Linked DNA regions of Ovis aries: region 2 is linked to region 1. Evidence: chromatin contacts called from public Hi-C data. All regions are on one chromosome and are shown on one strand. The core of a region is the stretch at or near the end of the contact, and the rest is flanking DNA. Distances in the headings are between cores, read along the strand shown. Region 1 holds the start of ZNF565 (zinc finger protein 565). Region 2 holds the start of LOC101122457 (zinc finger protein 14 homolog).

Region 1 (2,949 bases), core at 442-2,941:
GGGCTACAGTTCACGGGTCACAAAGAGTCGGACATGAGTGAGCGACTTCACTTTCACTTCTGAAGGCTGAACATTCCCTTGGAGATGTTTTGCAAGACTGAAGACCCTTTCAGTTTACTTCCCCCCTGCATCTCGTTTCTATTCTGTCTTTGGACTTTAGTTCCTCATCGCTTCTTTCTCTCTGATCTATAAAAGAACCTGGCATCCAGACCCCAATAAGATGGTTATTTTGAGGCGCTAGCTTGCCATCTTCTCGGCTGGTCTGCTCCCTGATTAAAGTCTCTTCCTTGCCTCAGCACCTCGTCTCCTGGATTCATTGACCTCCCTGTGGTGAGCAGAGCACGCCTGCATCCGGTAAAAAAACAACAATATCAGTATCTATTAGTGTATCTGTTAATCTCCTGGTTTTGATAGAGAAGCTGGATTAAGAGTATTTGGGAATTCTATTTTTGCAACAGTTTTAAGTATTTATTTTTATTTTTTAGTATTTAAAATGAAAAGTTTAAAACATTTAGATGAACACTAGGTGTGCAGGGAATATGGAGAGTGTGGGCCTTTCAGTTTACCTTCATGGCACTCAGTAATTGACTCCAAGGGCAAATACAGGACTCCAGTTCACTTGGAGGTGAATGGTGGTGTGGGGCTTTGTTAGGCAAGAAGTTTCAGAAGAAAAGGAAAGCACATGTTAAAAAAAAAAAAAAAAAAAGCCTAAAATGGAGTCATGTGTCCCATAACAACAAACCAAGACTTAATTCCAGTTTAAATGTTTCTCAAGAAAATATGCTCTTTAAACAAATCGATCTGAAATTTCCTGCTTGGCACCGGTGAGCTAATCTGCATGATAAGACCCCTGCCATTTCCTTCCCCTAAAAGATGTCCGGGCCTAAAACAATCGTTTCTTTTCTTTTGCTAATAACTTCCTTGTCCCACTTTCCTACTGCCTGTAAAAAACTTCCATTTTGTACAACCCTTTGGAGTAGCTACTTGGTAGATGGGATACTGCCGGATTCAGAAGTTGAATAAAGCCAATTAGTCCTCACATTTGGCTGAATTACTTGTGTATGTGTTTAACCACACATCTCGGAAAACAAGGGTTTCAGGGAAAGAAGAAAAACTGATGGACGCAGAAACTGGCTTTTTAATGTTCAACAGTAGTTCTCTCAATATATCTCTTGGAGAAGAATCAAGAAAAAACAATCGTGAGGGATCAGGTCATTTTTAAAGGTTCATCGCCCAACTCTCCCGCACAGGCAAGGGTGAGCAGAGAAGAATGGACCTCATGCCCCATCCCTGTGTTACACGGGAAGGCTGAGGTTATAATTACTGTCTGGGGTCACAATCTGTCAGAGCACTGGAGTCACAGGCGCCTCACAGCTACACACTTGGTGCTGAACAAATGGTCAGTATCACACAAATACAACCAGATATTCGCTCTTAGGACATACAAGGACACAACCACAGAATGAGACACCTCCACATCTTTATACACAGTCACAATTTCACACCCAGTAAGGCACACAGTCGCACAATCTGCTCACACTATGACACACAAAGCCACATAAAGATTCTCGCATCCTCAGCAGCCAGCGCGCAAAAACCCAAGGCTCTCTGGACACGCCCAGTCCCCGCCCCAGAGTCCCAGACCCCTCACCTTCTGCCTTCCCTTGGTCGCGTCCGGGTCCCTGCGGAGCTAAAGATCTCGCCACGACGTCAAGAGAGACCTAACGCTGGGCCACTGTGGACTCTGGGAAACGTAGTCCAGAGCTAGTCCAGCCACAGACAAGATGGCGTCCTCATACCCACAGTCTGGGCTTGGCCCGTTTGACACTGCCCTCGAAAGCCTTCAAAGAAAGGGGTTCCCTTTCCAAACCTTCCACCATGCTTGAATTTATCTTTCTGCAAGTCAGGATTACTCACTCTGAGAGCCTCATAATCACAGGAAGAGGCTGCCAAGTTGGCTGGGGGAAAGAGACAGAGAGACGTAGAGTGTCAACTAGCAAAGCCTTAAGGGAAATGTAGTCCAAGGCCGGGAAAGCGCGGTTGCTGTTGACAGAAGGTAATCAGATACCAGCCTGTGCTCGGCCACCGTGACCGTGCGGGCCGCGTCGCGAAGACTTCTGGGAGTGCTCACTCGCCCTCGGAGTGCGCAGGCGCAGCGCATCGAGTGGACATTTTGGTCTTTGTCCGCGGGTCAGTCCGGCCCCTGGGTCCACGTGGCGCGAAAATAGGAGGTGGGATGTGGGCGTCTTGGGCCGATGGGGTCGGGGACGTTGAAGGGAAGGATTCCGGATCTATTGGGGTGCGGTGCGAGAGTGGGGAGCGGGTTTAAGAGCTGCTGGCCTACATGTAGGGTGGGGGTGGGGGCCTCTGGGGAGGGTTCGAGCGATGCGTGACCCTGAGTTTGACCGCAAATTTGACCGGATGTTTGAGATTGTTGAGGGAGAAACTGGGTACGGGATTGTATGGCTGCTTCTCAGAGGTGTAGGAGACCGGCACTGAGAGAATAACATCCGAGCGGCACTTCCCTTGTCGAAAGTGCTGATGATTAACGGTGCCATCTTTCTGGAACATCTTATTTACTTGAAGATTGAAGGTCTATAAAAGCTAAGTGGTAAATAATTTTAAAATGGGTTTTGGTATAAAAGTGCTTTTCCTTTTAATTGGGTAGAAGGCAAATCACTGTTGTTGTTTTTTTTAACAATATTTTAAAGGATAATTTTGTTAGAGGGAGCCTGCTTCAAATGGTCTCCAATGTCCTGATCTTTGGGGTCCTTTAATAGGACTCCTGTTAAGTCTTAGAGTAAATATCAGCGTTCCGTTTTTAGAAGCAGTGTCCTATTGCGCAGAAGCCGAGAACTGGGGATTCAAGGGCTTGAGGTTCTAGATTCGGCACTGTTATCTTCGTTCTTTGAAAAAACTAATTCCTGCAATGTTTATCCATGAATCTGG
Region 2 (3,228 bases), core at 6-2,505, 200 kb after region 1:
CTGCTAAGTCACTTTAGTCGTGTCCGACTCTGTGCGACCCCACAGACGGCAGCCCATCAGGCTCCCCCATTCCTGGGATTCTCCAGGCAAGAACATTGGAGTGGATTGCCATTTCCTTCTCCAATGCATGAAAGTGAAACGTGAAAGTGAAGTCGCTCAGTTGTGTCCGACTCTTAGTGACCCCATGGACTGCAGCCTACCAGGTTCCTGTCCACGGGATTTTCCAGGCAAGAGTACTGGAGTGGGTTGCCATTGCCTTAGCTCAGTAACGTAATCTTTGTTCCATCAAACCTTAACAATAACCACAAAAATACTTCAAGGAAAATCTACCCTTCTTGTTACCGTTTTACAATGAGGCTCAGAGATTATTTTCCAAGATACAATCATACACACGGTGATACTCAATGAAATTATGTTACATAGACACAAAATCCTGAATCCAGTTTCTCCCTCTCCCTACTATCACCACAGTCATAGGCCCCCGAGTTTTCATTACTTGCCTCCTGCAAAGTGGCCTCCCCTTCTCCTCACTCCCCAAACCACACAGAAATCAGTTAGGTAGCACAGAATAACATCAGCCCCCTTCCCAGCAGCAGAAATTCCTCCCCGTTTCACGTTTAGGAATCCTCCGCCTTCAACCTCCCCAATTGCGTTGCAGATTCCCGGTACCCCTTCCCTTCGGCCTCCCAGACTAGTTTTGGGTCTCACAAGTTCAGGTCCCACAATTCCTCTACACTGAGGAACCCCTAAACCAAACTCATGGCCGAACAAAGGCCAAAACGGCGACCCAGGAAGCTTGCGAATGCCTTGGGCAGTGACACTCCCAGAAGTCTCCGCGGTGCGACCAGGCGCAGGCTAAGACCAATTTCAAATGGTCCATTCACCGCTAGCTTTTCCTGCTCCCTAACTACATTTCCCAGAAGGCTCGGCTGTGCTATTTCTCCCCGCTTGCGGTCTAGTTCTTTTCTTCCAGAGCCTGTTCAACTCCCGGGGATAGTAAGAAAATCCATTTTTAAACGTTTCACAGTGGGCTTTCTTGGGAGTCACGGCCCGAGGCTAAGCCAGGCTCTGTGAGGCCTCCGGTGGGCGGTTTGATGAGGGGGATGCAACCCTTTAGGCGGGGCTGCAGCTGATTTCTGCTAGAAATCCGGTAGACCGGTAGCCATCTTGTCAGCCACAGGGATGTCTCTGACTACACTTCCCAGAGGACTCCTCGACAAGAACGTGATTCTCGCGTGAGTTCAGCCTCAAAGTCACGCGCTGGCGGGACCCTCAGGTCCGCACCAGCTAGTGTTACCTTGTTGTGGAAGGTTCAGCTTCTTAGGAAGCTTGGGAGACCTGAGGTGGGGAACCAGAGAAGAGGGCAGGGCCGGAGCTTAGGCCTTGTACCGCTCGCTAAGAGGTGAGTCGGAAACTGTGTGATTGTGTTTGCGTTGGTGTAAGTGATGAATGACCACGTGATTGTGTCTGGCTCTTCCGGTAGTGAGCGTGTGTGAGGTTCCAGTGATAACCGTTTGCTTAACTGTCTGAGAACCTGTGACTGTGCCGATGTGACGGGATGCGTCCTGGTCATGTGCGTGTAATCACTTGCAGCATTGTATGTGGGGATGTGAGTAGCTTTTGACTCGGTGAATGTGATAGCGTTTGTCCCCTTAGAGGGGTGTGATTGTGCGACTGTGGGCTGCAGATACCTGTGGGGTACCTGTGGATACTGTGTGATTTATCTGTGGTGAGTGTGATTGTGAGTGTACGGCCATGTGCAGGTGTGCAGTACCCGTGACAGTGCCGGTGTGACTGTCCTCTTGTGAAAAGTGTGACTGTGCTATGTGACCCTGGGTATGCGGCCCTGTGTTTGGGTTGTGGGTTATCTCTAGCTGTATGACACCCTGATGGTTTACATTTGTGTGATTATGTTTGTGTGACTGGAAAATTGTATGAAATTTTTTCATGTATGTATATATATCTCTTTAAGCTTTATACAGTAGTTTTCCCCTATTTTTAAACTTTATATGAATACCCCATACTGTCTTTTATCTCTTACTCTATTTGTTCAACTGTGCTTTTGAGAATTACCCATATTATATTTTAATAGTTGTTCATTTGTTTTCTTTGCTATGTTCCATCCATTAAACTATTATTCATCCCTTCTAGTAATGATGGACATTTGCGTTATTTCTAGTTTTTTACTTTATAGACTGTGCTGCCATGAACATTCTTTTACATAGGTTATCACGCACGAGTTTACCTACCAGTGGAGTTCTAGGAGTGCTAGGTCATGTATCTTCCACTTTCCCAATAGTGCCAAGATATTTACCAAAGTGAGTGTCATGTTTATACTTTATATACGTGTATCAAACATGTGATTGCTCCATGTCCCTACCAAAACATGGTTCTGATAGTTTTTTTTAAACATTTTTATGATATATAGCATATATACAGTAAAGTGCACAAATCTTAAGTATATGGCCATAAAACAGTTTCCTGCTGCTGCTGCTGCTGCTAAGTCCTTTCAGTCGTGTCTGACTCTGGGTGACCCCATAGATGGCAGCCCATGAGGCTCCCCCATCCCTGGGATTTTCCAGGCAAGAACACTGGAGTGGGTTGCCATTTCCTTCTCCAATGCATGAAAGTGAAAAGTGAAAGTGAAGTCGCTCAGCTGTGTCTGACTCTTAGCGACCCCATGGACTGCGGCCCACCAGGCCCCTCCATCCATGGGATTTTCCAGGCAAGAGTGCCTGAGTGCTAGATCATCATAAAGAATTTTGCCAGCACCCCAGAAGATTCCCTCATGCCCTTCCCAGATATTCCTCTCCCAACGTCAGTATTCAGAATTCTATACCCATTAATTTGATCCATTCATGAATTTCATATTTAAATGGAATTATATACCATGTATTCCTTTGTGTCTGGTTTCTTTTGTTCCACATTATGTCTATGAAGCTCATCTATGTTGTTGAGTGTAATTGTACTTAGTTCTCATTACATTTGGGGGTATATTACAATTTATTAAATCCACTGTTCAGTTATTCAGTCATGTCTGACTCTTTGCGACCTCGTGGACTGCAGGACGCCAGGCTTCCCTGTCCATTACCAACTCCCAGAGCCTGCTCAAACTCATGTCCATCTAGTGATGCCATCCAACCATCTCATCCACTGTCGTCCCCTTCTCCTCCTGCCTTCAATCTTTCCCAGCATCAGGGTCTTTTCCAATGAGTCAGTTTTTCACAT

What was found. Hi-C and Micro-C count contacts between places; a contact is called where the count stands out from the background.
Region 2: a contact with region 1 is called in a Hi-C map of liver, with 3 times the contacts expected there. The contact joins the promoter of LOC101122457 here to the promoter of ZNF565 in region 1. A contact is called at or near these places in 2 of 16 Hi-C or Micro-C datasets (hypothalamus and liver).

Annotation. Positions count from the first base shown.
Region 1 is chr14:46,160,608-46,163,556 of ARS-UI_Ramb_v3.0, forward strand. It overlaps ZNF565 (zinc finger protein 565), which reads right to left and starts at 1,692. Exons shown (of 8, transcript XM_060398555.1): 1 at 1,652-1,692. CAPNS1 (calpain small subunit 1) reads left to right here. Exons shown (of 13, transcript XM_012190219.5): 11 at 1-2,231. It overlaps ZNF146 (zinc finger protein 146), which reads left to right and starts at 2,140. Exons shown (of 3, transcript XM_042230905.2): 1 at 2,140-2,949.
Region 2 is chr14:46,366,023-46,369,250 of ARS-UI_Ramb_v3.0, forward strand. LOC101122457 (zinc finger protein 14 homolog) reads left to right here and starts at 1,256. Exons shown (of 8, transcript XM_012190252.5): 1 at 1,256-1,402. It overlaps LOC121816368 (a long non-coding RNA gene), which reads right to left and starts at 781. Exons shown (of 2, transcript XR_006055917.2): 1 at 616-781.